2 separate regions of the Danio rerio genome follow, and region 2 is linked to region 1. Evidence: chromatin contacts called from public Micro-C data. All regions are on one chromosome and are shown on one strand. The core of a region is the stretch at or near the end of the contact, and the rest is flanking DNA. Distances in the headings are between cores, read along the strand shown.

The links. A called contact is a pair of places that touch in the nucleus more often than the background predicts.
Region 2: a Micro-C map of caudal fin shows a contact between it and region 1, with 15 times the contacts expected there. The contact joins the promoter of rfesd here to the promoter of cast in region 1. A contact is called at or near these places in 3 of 18 Hi-C or Micro-C datasets (caudal fin, hematopoietic stem cells and an unstated tissue) and 2 of 4 datasets of contacts at active chromatin or transcription factors (caudal fin and embryo).

Annotation. Positions count from the first base shown.
Region 1 is chr21:13,022,240-13,028,611 of GRCz12tu, forward strand. It overlaps cast (calpastatin), which reads right to left and starts at 2,970. Exons shown (of 30, transcript NM_001130591.2): 1 at 2,901-2,970; 2 at 2,239-2,295. The coding sequence starts at 2,930. All of the region lies in intron 5 of gtf3c5 (general transcription factor IIIC, polypeptide 5), which reads left to right.
Region 2 is chr21:13,202,249-13,208,620 of GRCz12tu, forward strand. rfesd (Rieske (Fe-S) domain containing) reads right to left here and starts at 3,894. Exons shown (of 4, transcript NM_001017740.1): 1 at 3,868-3,894; 2 at 2,272-2,444; 3 at 60-94. The coding sequence starts at 2,422. The region is part of intron 5 of gtf3c5 (general transcription factor IIIC, polypeptide 5); the gene reads left to right. It overlaps nudt2 (nudix (nucleoside diphosphate linked moiety X)-type motif 2), which reads left to right and starts at 4,343. Exons shown (of 3, transcript NM_001002323.1): 1 at 4,343-4,468; 2 at 4,970-5,096. The coding sequence starts at 4,973.

The DNA.
Region 1 (6,372 bases), core at 1,720-4,219:
AGGCTACTTAATATAAAAGGGGACCAAATACCAGCATATAATTACAGCTTTAATAATATTTGTAATTACATTTAGAATTACACTCCTGACTATCCCTAACAGCTTAACCCACCCTCAAACCTATCCATATCACCAAACCTGACCCTTAACCTACCCGTATTCCACCTTAAGAGCATCAGAAGTGTTCTGCAATACATTATAAACACATGAACTACATTGTATTTGCATTTTGATGCAAGTACATAGTAGTTAATGTCACTTAATATGAAGTAGGACCAAATCTTTCCCTAAACAGCAGTGAACATGTACAATTCTAAAAGTTTCAAATGCGAAACCTAGCAAAGCTGAACTAAAGCATATACTAACAAATAACCAAATACTAAAGGGAAAAGTGTGTCTCGACCTTTTGCAGAAAAACATCCTGCATTTGTGAGCGCTCACACACTCACACACACATTATTAGAAAATTTTCGAAAACAAAGCCATGGACACACCCACATACTTTCCTGTGAAACTTCAGAAGCACTTAGACTCAAGCTTTGTGCATTTTCACCAACATTAACACCTGAAGGCAGAGGACGACTCATTATCAGTAATGATTTAAGCCGTTTAAGAATTATAATAAATAAAATCTCTGAACTATACATGACAGATTATCCGGCATGCAGGAAGACAGACACTTTCAGACACACCTGCCTCACAAAGCAAGTTAAACCAGCTGTGTTATCTTGAGAAACTCTTGCTTTCAAGTCCTCAGAATTTCCCCTTTCAAAATATTTATGCTAGCTAACATTGTGCATCATGTTGGGTTCGGCGGACATTAGCATTATTGCCAGGTCTGTGTCACTGTAACTAGAGCTCCTGATGAGTTTCCTAATATATATATGGTGTGTGTGTGTGTATATATATAGTAACAAAATGTCCCTGAGAACATGTCATGACGGTCATTAAAATACAGCAGCCTTTCAGAGGGACCTATATGCACTTACTAGTGAACAAGGGCATTTATACTATAGTAGGTGAAGAAAATAAATATATTAAATACACAGCAGAATAAGAAATGAATTTTAGGTATGGCTATTCAACGTTAATTGAACACTGTGCTATAAAGGAATGCTGTTTTACATTTTCAGGCGGTGGATATGCAAACAGGAACGAGCTGAGGTGATAAGACAGTCACGGCTTTGAGAAACTACAGTTTATATCTCATATGGTAATGCAGTTAAACTGCATGGCTTTGACTGGCAATGATTTTCATAGTCCACTAGATGGTGTCAATGCTCTATGAAGAAGGTAAGACTAAAAGAAAATCTTCATTCATTCATTTTCCTTCTGCTTAATCCCTTATTTATCATAGGTCGCCACAGCAAAATAAACCGCCAACTTATCCAGCATATGTTTTACACAGTGGATGCCCTTCCAGCTGCAACCCATTACTGGGAAACACCCATACACTCTCATTCACATACATACACCACTGACAATTTAGCTTACCAAATTCACCTATAGCGCATGCCTCTGGACTGTGAGGGAAACTGGAGCACCTGGAGGAAACCCACACCAACACGGGGAGAACATGCAAACTTCACACAGAAATGTCAGCTGACCAAGCCCGGACTCAAATCAACGACCTTCTTGCTGTGAGGCGAAAGTGCTTTTCATTTTTAATGGAAAATATATTTCTGATGGAATTAATTGAGCAGATTTCTTAAAGAGGGTCATTACAAAAATAAATTTGGATCTCCATAGTCATTTTCCACTTGTCATTTAAGACTAACTGATGTTTTTTATTATTTAATTACTTTAATTTTGTAAAGTTACACTCACAATGAGCAGTTTCAACTCAGTTCTTTCCATTTTTTAAAAACAGAAATTAACTTTTTTTACCTAGACAGCATTAGAAATCTTATTTTAATACATTTTATTTGAATTTTCAAGAATAACAGGAGGTATTGTCTGCTCCTGAATGAAATTTCCTGTATGAAATTATTTAAAACAAATCAGTGATTTTCCCCCTAGTTATTTAAGTCTACCCGATGCTTTTATTTAATAACATTAACTTTGTAAACGTTAAACTCATGGGTCATTTCAACCCAGTTCTTTCCATTTTTTTTAAAAACTAAAATTTACTTTCCATACTTCCAAATTTAATTCAAATATCAAGAATAAAGGGAGCTTATGTCAGCAATCTGAATTCAATTACTCAAAAAAAACCCATTTAAAATAAAAATCACTTACCATGAACCTTGATGTCTGTGGAGCGTATTCTTGTTTTTGAAATGAAGTGTCTCCATTCTAGAAAGACAAAGAGAGAGAAAAGATTAAACACCCTGACAAAATTTACAATAACCCAAGGGTCTGACATGTCACCACTACACCAAGAATTATGACTAAACATTACAGTAAATCTAAATACTATATTGTGTCTGCTCTAAATCATAACTGAACACCCTTGAGCGAATATTCTAGTTCATTTATCTACTTCATTTAACTTAAATCTTAGATTGTCCAGAATGTTTAGAATGTATATAAAAAAATATATTAGGGTGACTTTTATTTTGTGTAGTTTTTTTATGATCCAACTCAGTTTTTTTTAGCCTACAAGTCATTGCATTCTTTAAATTCTCTTAGCTTTTTTTTCTACAATTGCAAACCAAAACACACTTTTGTACTCCAAACAAACGCAATAAAACCTCATTCATTACACTGAATCAGACAACGCCCAACATCTAATATTGTTTTTATTTTACTCTTATTATTTTATCACTAAGAATGTACAAAGACCAAACTAATCATGAAGTGTTTACATTTGTCAAGACCCTGCTTTATCCACTACTCCTCCTTTATATCGAAAGTTAAACAAGTTGTGCAGCTCAAAAACATGTGGAGGATCTACTTACGTTGCGCGCCCAATACATTGCGTACGCCATGGTGCGTGAAGGATAGAAAGTTTGCTTAAGTCCCCCTCGACTCGAGCTCGCCAGCTTCTTTCATTCAACTGAGGTATGCTGCTGTCTTTTTTCTCAGATAAAGCCACTCCCGCGAGTGTGCATGGGTACCAGGACTGCACCGATAATTACAGTAAATATACGATCGGGCGGTTTATCTTGCAAGTGTGCTCTTTTGCATTGCATAGCAATGTGAAGCGAAGCTCAATTTGCATTGCGCATTTAAAAAAATATGCAGAGGCGCAATTACAGTCAGGACTTACAACACAAGCATTCTTTAGTAGTGATTGCGCAACTCTGGTTATTTAGGTGTGTTTTCTATGTTTCTAAACCAGGTAGGCTACTTTAATTGAAACGCAAATACAAAGATAAGGCTTCTTTGTAGTGGCATATGCTAAAAGAGCATAATGTGAGAGTTTTGCTTCAAAAAGCCTTTGAACCTGCGCACTGCTATAGTACAAAACATTTAACCAAACAGATAGGCCTAAAACAAAACACATTATTTTGCTCGTAATGCCATAGGTTTGTGTACATAAATCCTACCTTTTGATAACTATCTGCACGTGACGCTCATCCTGGTAGTCGGTTGAAGGCTTCCGTAGTAAAATAGCGTTTAAAAAACACGTAATTTGGCGGGAAGTGATGACATGTTTTACAGAAACCGGAAATTGGTTGAGCAACTAAAAAAGAAAAAAACGGAAAATTCCGAAGGAAAAGGAAAAATCAAACTCAAAGTTTATAAATTACTATGGATATGAAGATATTGGTAAAAGTGTTCATAGGCGAGTCAAATGAATTCAATAACTGCTTCGAGTGATTCATATGTGAGGTAACGTTAACTAAAAAGAACGACTCATACGAAAACAGAGGAGTGTCTCAAATTGCATACTCATGCACTATTTTACGCCATTTTGTAGTGTAAATAGTGGCTGTTTCTTAATATGCATTCAGTCTTGCATCCTCGTGTATTGTCATCATCAGCTGCCAAAGTTCAGTTCCAATACTCTAGACCGCAAGAACAGAGTATGCGTTAAACTTCCCGGATGTGTTCTTGATATTGAGGACACACCGATGCAGACTTGGCACCGATCTCGCTCTAGAAGTCCCAGAAGTCATTGTGACTGGAGGTGGGAAGTGCAGCATTTTAAATAGATTTATAATAAAAGTTCAGAGACATGACTTATTTACCTCAGGAGTTTCCCTAAATGAGATGGTGAATATAAACATTACCATGGACATCTTAATAAAGGAATAAACACATTAAGGGTGTTTATTTGCTGAAATTCGTATTAAAATCTATTTTATTTGTATTGTGCAACGTATATTTATAATGTTTTTATGCATAGTATATATTTTAAAAAGGGGAAAAACAATAAATCCCTGTATGAATGCTGTAATGTTTAAATAATTTTCCATTAAAAACACTTGAAGGTCATGTGACTATCAGGAACAACGCAGCATCTCATTTCTCACAGGACGCGTTCTCTGTTCTTGCGGTCTCCGGAGTTCGTTCTTCCGAGGACACCTTTCAAGACCGATCTCTTCAAGAATGCAAGACCATTCTCTGCGTTCTTGGAATTGAGAAACAGCCAGTGTAAGTAGTGCTTTCACACTGAAAACTCTCAAAAGAATAAGTGCACTTTAATTACCCGGATGATGCACTTATTCAGCTGTTAAAATGAAGGGTGGACACTTTACGTACTTATGGATCGCTGCTTTGCTCAGGTAGCGGAAGGGGCGGAGCTTTCAGGCAGACATGTTGGATTACTTTACTTTGGATTTTGAAAGAAATTCTCCTACAATAGTGATTATACCACCTCCCAATAGTGAATGTGGTTATACTCATGGCAGGTATTATTTGGTATTATTTGGTTCACTAATTTGGCAACCGTCAAACATCATCAGGGAAATGGTTCAAATTTCCCCTTAGTAAAAAAACAATAGTGTTTTATTTAGAACGACACTAAATTCATATACTATGCTGTTGAGTGTGTAAGTGCATAAGTAAATAGTGCATAAGTGCAAAGTGTATAATGTGCCATCTGGGACATAGCTAGAACAACTTTGATTCACTAAGAGGACCGGTTCCTAAAAGAACCAGTCGTTCGAGAATCATTTCACACTAGTGGCGTTGAAGGGTTTGAATCACCAAAGAGTCTACTAAAGAGTCATTAATTTCCAAACTGGACTACTGCGGTTTTCAATTTATCTAAAGGTTTTTACAGATGAATTGTTGTACAGGAAAGAGCAATAAGTCAAAGAACAATAGTTAAATCCTGTGACACTTGAGAACAGTTTAAGGAATCAGTTCAGAGTCAGAACATTACTAACCTTAACTTCAAATTCAAAGTAACAATAATAAATTATTCAACATGCATGAATCAGTATTCTATTAGATTAAACTAACAACAACAATATTTAAAAAAAAAAAATGATTTTATGCACAACTGCACATTAGCTTATTTGAACAGTAGCTATCAGAATACTACAAGCCAGTGTGAACTGCATAAGAAAAACCATACCTCCTTTTTGTTTTTCTTACGACCATGACATCTCTTTTTGTGCGGCATGTCTGAAGAATAAGATCACTGACTTTAAAAACAGCACGCAGCTTTAGCTTCGTTTTCACCAGAAGTGGGCTTGTGTTTGCTCCTCCTGCAGAGTGTTAAAGAGTCGGTGCCAGAGGCTTTAAGGAGGTTTAAATCAAAGTCTGTTTGCAATTTGCAAAATGTCACTATGAATTTACTTTAGTTTTGAGGCTTTGTTGTGTACCTGTTGTGTGTGCATGTTACTACTAAAACAGCATTTGTTTTCTTGGATCTTTTGGATTTCTTGAACTACCATTACTGGATGTTTTTTATTATTTTATTCCTGGATTTGAATGTGTTGCCTACAGTATGTTGTTTCTGCTGACTCAAACAGTGCCACACCTCCTTTAACGCTTCCTTTCTCCCTCCCTGTCTTAAAGCAATAGTTCATTCTATTATCGTCATTTACTCAATGCTCAGGATGACTCATGTCTGTTTCTTCAACAAAACACAAAGGAGAAATTCTGAGGAATTCTGCGCACGCAATGCAGTTAAAACAAGGACACCTATGCAGATTATAGACCTAAAGCGTGAAAATGTTTTCTCAATCACCGAAAAATGGATACAGCTTAAGATGCATTTATGTCAGCCTTATCACAACCAAAACATTGAGATTGTCCATTTTCAACCAATTCCAGAGTGCAGAATCTTGTGATAACCTGTGTGTACTTTAAATGAAATCAATTCAATATTCTATTATGTTTTGTTGCTATATTTGTGGTTTATATTATTTCATGGTTATCAATTATAAATCTTAGTTATTTATTCAGTCATCCATTTATTTGATTCATATTTCTAATTCATTCATTCATATTTCTTATTTCTTGCTCTGCTTT
Region 2 (6,372 bases), core at 2,644-5,143, 180 kb after region 1:
ATGTCAAGTGTGTTTACGGATCATTGAGTGAGTCAGTGGCTTGAGAAGAATGGCTTTACCTCAATATCTCCAGTTTCTAATGTGCTGCCAGCATCTGTAAAAGGGGAAAAGACACAGTTTTCACTTTTCATACACCACATGATACTTTGTATGAATTATTGGAGTAACTTCCATTAAATGTAAACAATCAGTGTAGACGTTATTCACAGTATTCCACAGTTTACTAATACTTATTAGAATTAAAAATGTACTTGCAGCAGATCATGAATAACCACACACACTCAAAACAAGTCTTTCCGCAGCAATATCCAGACAACATTGATATTGTTGGCCCCATGTGGCTGCATGCGTTCCATGTGGGCAGGGGCTGAACATGGGCAATATATGTGGGTCCCATGTGGGTTTGAATAGATGGGACCTTAATGGGATTCATGTGGGCATGGGCTGTGTGTTTTACAAAGTGGGACCCATATAAGTATGAAAATATGGTACGTTTATGCAATGTACAGTAACTGGGCTTGAGATTACATCAAACATTGAATAAAATTGCACATTTCAAAGCACTTTACAGAACTTTAAAAGTTTTTTAAATAATTACATTTTGTTTGATAGTCACTTTTTAACCATGAATATCATCGATTTTATTATACAGTTGAAGTCAGAATTATTAAACCTCCTGAATTACTAGCCCCCCAGTTAATTTTTTTCAACACATTTCTGAACATAATAGTTTTAATAACTTGTTGATTCGGTTGACTATTGAAAATAAATTTAGCTAAAAGGGGCTAATAATATTGACCTTAAAATGTTTTTTAAAAATTAAAAACTGCTTTTATTCTAGCCTAAATACAGCACATAAGACTTTCTCCAGAATAAAAAATATTTTCAGACATACTGTAAAAATTCTGTACTCTGTTAAACAGGATTTGGGAATTAATTAAAAAAGAAAAAAAATCAATAATAATAATAATAATAACTAATAATTCTGACTTCAACTGCATTATTTTCCATTTGTATCATTTTTTGTTTATTTGTTTGGATGTTCAGAATAAAAGTGTTCACTTGATTATGCATTTATTAGAATTTATTTAGCTATGAATGAGGGAAAAATCAAAAAGGGGTTTTACCAAACTAAAATCCTGATGTTGTTTATATATACATAGTAGTCATAGTAGTCCAAAAAGTTTTGGATTTGAAGAATTTATCTTGCAAAACCTTGTGAATACAACATATATCCTTCAAGTGGCCCCAATATGGGATTTATGCATGTTTCCAGTCAGTCAGATTAAATGTGAGATTCGCATGGGCTAATTTAGATAGAGCCAGTGTGGAACCCATGAACAAAGCACTTTGGCCCACACTCTGCAATGTCGAATATTAAAAATGACTATATTGTACATAATACAAAGTGAAAATAATCTGAAGATCAAAACACATTGAACACAAAAAAAGGTTGGGCCACAGATAATACTAGTAAAACTAATGTCATGTTAAAATACCAAGCATAACGTTATTTTCATGATGGATAAAATAAAGCACAAGGCCGAACCTACCTCTCGTTCAGTGTTTACTACACTGTAAAACCCAATAAGTTAAGGTAACTCAAACCATTTGAGGAAACCGATTGCATCAAACCATTTAAGTTTAAAAACTAATCCTAATGAGTGCTGTCAACTTAATCCATTTGAGTAAATGAAGCAATTTGAGCACAGTAAAAACCCATTAAATGAAGAGAACTCAAAATAACTGAGTACTGCAAAACCTAATAAGTTAAGGTAACTCAAACTGTTTGAGGAAACTGATTGCTACAAACCATTTGAGTTAAACTAATCAGTACTGTGAACTTACTCCATTTCAGTTGAAGTAATGGAGTATTTAATTAACTCATTACTTTCAACACTGAGTTCAAAACTCTTTTCAAATGAGTAGAATTAACTTTCAGTCAATTTAGAGTTAACTACACTTATTTCATTTGATAAAGTTGAATGTTAGGTTTTACAGTTTATGTAAATAGATTATTTGTAGTGCACTCTTATCATTTAAAGTGATTTGTTTCATTTCTCTTGAATGGAAGTTCCTCTGACCGGAAATACAACCCATCATTTGAATCGCAGTAGTCGCGTGCATTAAAAGGTGACCCAAACAACATATGACCTCTCATTATTTTGATTTTGGCACATGTCCTCAACAGCATTATCGCAGTGCTCAATTTGATACTTTGTCTCCCTCTAGTGGAAACAAATCAGCAAAGATGCTTTTCATGCTACTCACGGTAACACTGCAGGTCCATTGCGTAAAAAGTTCTCTGATGATACAATAAAAGGATGTCTCTTCCGTCCAGCGTTACAGTCGTTCTCTTGGCCTGAATGAGCTCTTCTTTTTTGCCAATGAAGTACATGCGAGAAGGCTTCTTTTCATCCATGGATGCGCTTTAATATTGTTTCCTGTGAAAATAGAATTTAGTCAAATTAATATATTTTGTTATCTATCCAAATACAGATGAATTTGGTTAAATATATTGTTTAATGATAATAATAATACTGAATGAAATATTTTGAAGAACAACCTTTTATATTCGTTATACTTTGGCACAATTAGAAGAAGTTTTTTTTAATATCTATAAATTATAAAGTACAGTAAAAAGTGGGATGTTTGTATACATTTATTTATTGTAGGTATGTTTAATTTTATAGATAGATAGATAGATAGCATAGCATAATTTAGAATGCAATAAGAATAAAATGGTATCAAATAAATTGTATCAAATAAATTATGCAAATGTAACAAAATTTTTTACTTATTATCAATATTTTATGCTAAAACACAAATCGGGTGCTCAAATCAACCTATTAACTGTACATATCAATACAGCAGCGGTCAAAAGTGATAATTGGGGGACATTTAAACAATAATTGTTTTTTTAGATGCAACAAGTTTATTTAAACCATCTTAAAATAAATAGTTTCACCCAAAAAAGTATGTGAAAATGACGATTCTGTGATAATTTACTCACACTTCACTCGCTTCAAACCTGTTTGAGTTTCTTTCTTGTGTTAAAGATATGTTAAAGAAAGCTGGAAAGTGGTGTTCTGTTGATTTTGTCCTACCTAGTCAGATTGTCCTACCTCCCAATGAAAAAGTGGGAAGCACATTTTGATGACGTAATATGCAGCCAATTAGATTTTGCTTCCAGTGTAAATTTTAGTGTGAAGTGAAGCTGTAATGTTGCCCTAACCTACCTAATTCCTAACCCTCGGGTACCATGCAAATACAGTGTTGATAGCATAATCTGATGGGTAGGATAAAATGTCAGGACCATCGACTTAGTATTTGTTTTTCATAACATGGATTTAAACAGGTTTTCAGCTTTCTTCAAAATATCTTCTTTTGTTGTCAACATAAAAAAGGTTTGGAACCACCTGAGCATGAGTAAATAGTGTGTAGATCTTCTTTTTTGGGGTGAACTATCCCTTCAGTATGATGAATATGTTAGTCCATATCGGAAAATATAAACAGTAATTTTCAACAGACATATCTATTTGGTTTAAAACAAATGAAAACTAGTTTATTGTTGGAGATGAATAATAAATAGAATAAAATGATTACCAATAAAATAGCTTAACTATTATTAGGTATCCTATTAATATTTAATTAGTTCTCGCGTGTATTTAGCTGCCATTCTCCTCAGTAAACACGTTTTCTCGATTATCATAAATGAAACAACTTAAAAGCAGAGCACATACAAAACTGTTAAACTCTCCAAGCAAAACTACGCTTATATACTTATAAAATCAGCATCAACATACGTTCTTACATCACATTTGGTCACACAGACATTATTACCACAAATATTTGAGAGAGTTTTACCTCGTCCTAGTGCTGCTGGTTGTGAATGCTGTGCGATGTGCGTCAGTTTCTTATGAGGATGAGGGTCTTGTTATCTTCAGTCCACCGGGTGCTGCGGTCGGTCCTATCAGCCCTGCAGATCACAGCAACTCAACGCGTTCAACATTATCTTCGTTTCATGTATAAAACTTAATGGCGCATTATTAACTGAAAGATAAATGAATTCCCAGTAACGTGAAACTAAAATGAAATACAAAAACAGTCAGGATTGTTTACTATATGTTAAACAGTCAGGATTGTTTACACTATTCTATTCTAAATGTATTGATTTTGATAAACATTTAAAATAGAATAATTCCCTTTCAAGTCACATTTAAGAGCTCTTGTCTCTTTATAACAATAATTAAAAATACTATTATTATTAGATTATCAGCGAGTCAGCCAATCATAGAGCGAATCAGCCCTGCGTGTTCTTGAACGTCATCTTTGCGCGGCGGTTCCGCAGTTGAAAACAGAAAGTAGCCTGTATGTTTTAAGCTCTATTCGTGACATTCATTTAATAACGAAGCAGACTATGTCACATATGTTCTGAACAGAGAAGGACAATCAATATCAGCTAGAAGTAAGTGAAATGATTTCGTTTGTTAAACCACGCCATTTACTTTAAGCTAATATTGAATGGTGTTAGCATTCTGTCATGTGCTTGTTCCACTTAAGCGAGCACAGGTTCGTTCATGAGTGTTTTCAGCCAACAATGTGTATTTAAATAACGCCTTTAGGAGACTTTAGATGGCTTTAACCGTCTTAAATCAGCTAGTTTGTCTGTGTAGAGCTCAAATTGTCTATTAGCCTTCACTGCTGTTTCTTAAAGCATGTCGTTTTGTCTAATGCTAAGTTAACTTGGACTTTGAAACTCTTAAACAACAATAAGCGTAAAATATGATTTTCTAAGGGAAATCTAGTAAACAAAGTTTCAAAAAGTAGTTTATACACTGAGAAATAGTGTTATATGTGTGTGTTAAATGTGTAATAATATAACCCATTAACATTTTCAAATTTAAAAACTAAATGAATAATATGTATAACACTATCCAGGTCTCTGACATGTTGATTGTGTTTCCAGGATATGGCGCTGCGGGCGTGTGGATTTGTCATCTTTCGTTGTTTGGCTCAGCTGCCTCCACCTGATAACATAGAGTTCCTGCTGCTGCAGACCTCATATGGAGAACACCACTGGACACCACCCAAAGGTGCATCTCACAGCATCAGTTCACTGTGCTCCATCAAATACAAAAGAACATTTTGGGTCATTATCTAGCTACTCACAGACAATAATGTATGTGGTAAAGACGAGATTATCTTATTAACTGAAATGAAAAACATTTTATATACACACACATAAGACACACGAGAAGCAGCACACATATTTTGTTCTGTACATATAGAAATATATAAAGGAAAAAGTGATCACACTAACCAGTATTTTAAATGATAAACCTGAAGTTGAAAAATGGGTAAAGCAGATTATTTGAATGATAGTTGAAAAGTATAAAGATGAGAGTGAATTAGTATTTAAATGAACAGATTTTAATGTGCAGGGGAAAATAATCAACAAAATTTAAAGTTAAATTACAAATTTATTTATTTATAATTTTTGTAAAAATCTAAGACCTTTGTTAAAATATATTTTTACCCAGACAATAGGTCAGGTACAGTAGGTCTCTCACACCTTGCAAAATATTCACAGTGTCAACAAAAATAATAAATATGATTAAATATTAGTGCTGAGCATTTTGAGGGGTGTAAACAAAAACAATGGTCCCAACCTATGTCCTGTTTTACGTTTTTAATTTCTACAGCTTCAGAGAATTCAAAAAGAGCCACATAATGATAAATAATGTTATGAGAGCTGTTTTAACATTAAGTTATGATTGAATTGGCTCTTGTTACAGTTATGAAGTAGTTTGATAAGTAGGAAATGTTCATGGGCCAATGGCATGACCACATTGAAATGGTTTATATATATATATATATATATATATATATATATATATATATATATATATATATATATATATATATATATATATATATATATATATATACACACACATACACACACACACACACACACACACACACATATACATATACATACACAGTTGAAGTCAGAATTATTAGCCCCCCTGAATTATTCACCCCGTTTATTTTTTTTCCCCAATTTTTGTTTAATGGAGATATTTTTTTTTTCAACACAATTCTTAACATAATAGTTTTAATTACTAATTTTTATCTAATTTTAACTGATTTATTTTATCTTTGCCATGATGACAGTAAGTAATATTTTACTAGATATTTTTCAAGACACTTCTATACAGCTTAGTGGCATTTAATGGCTTAACTAGGTTAATTAGGTTAACTAGGCAGGTTAGGGTAATTGGGTAAGTTATTGTAAAACAATGTTTTTTTCTGTAGACTATCGAAAGAATAGATGAGGCAGTGGCGCAGTAGGTAGTGCTGCCGCCT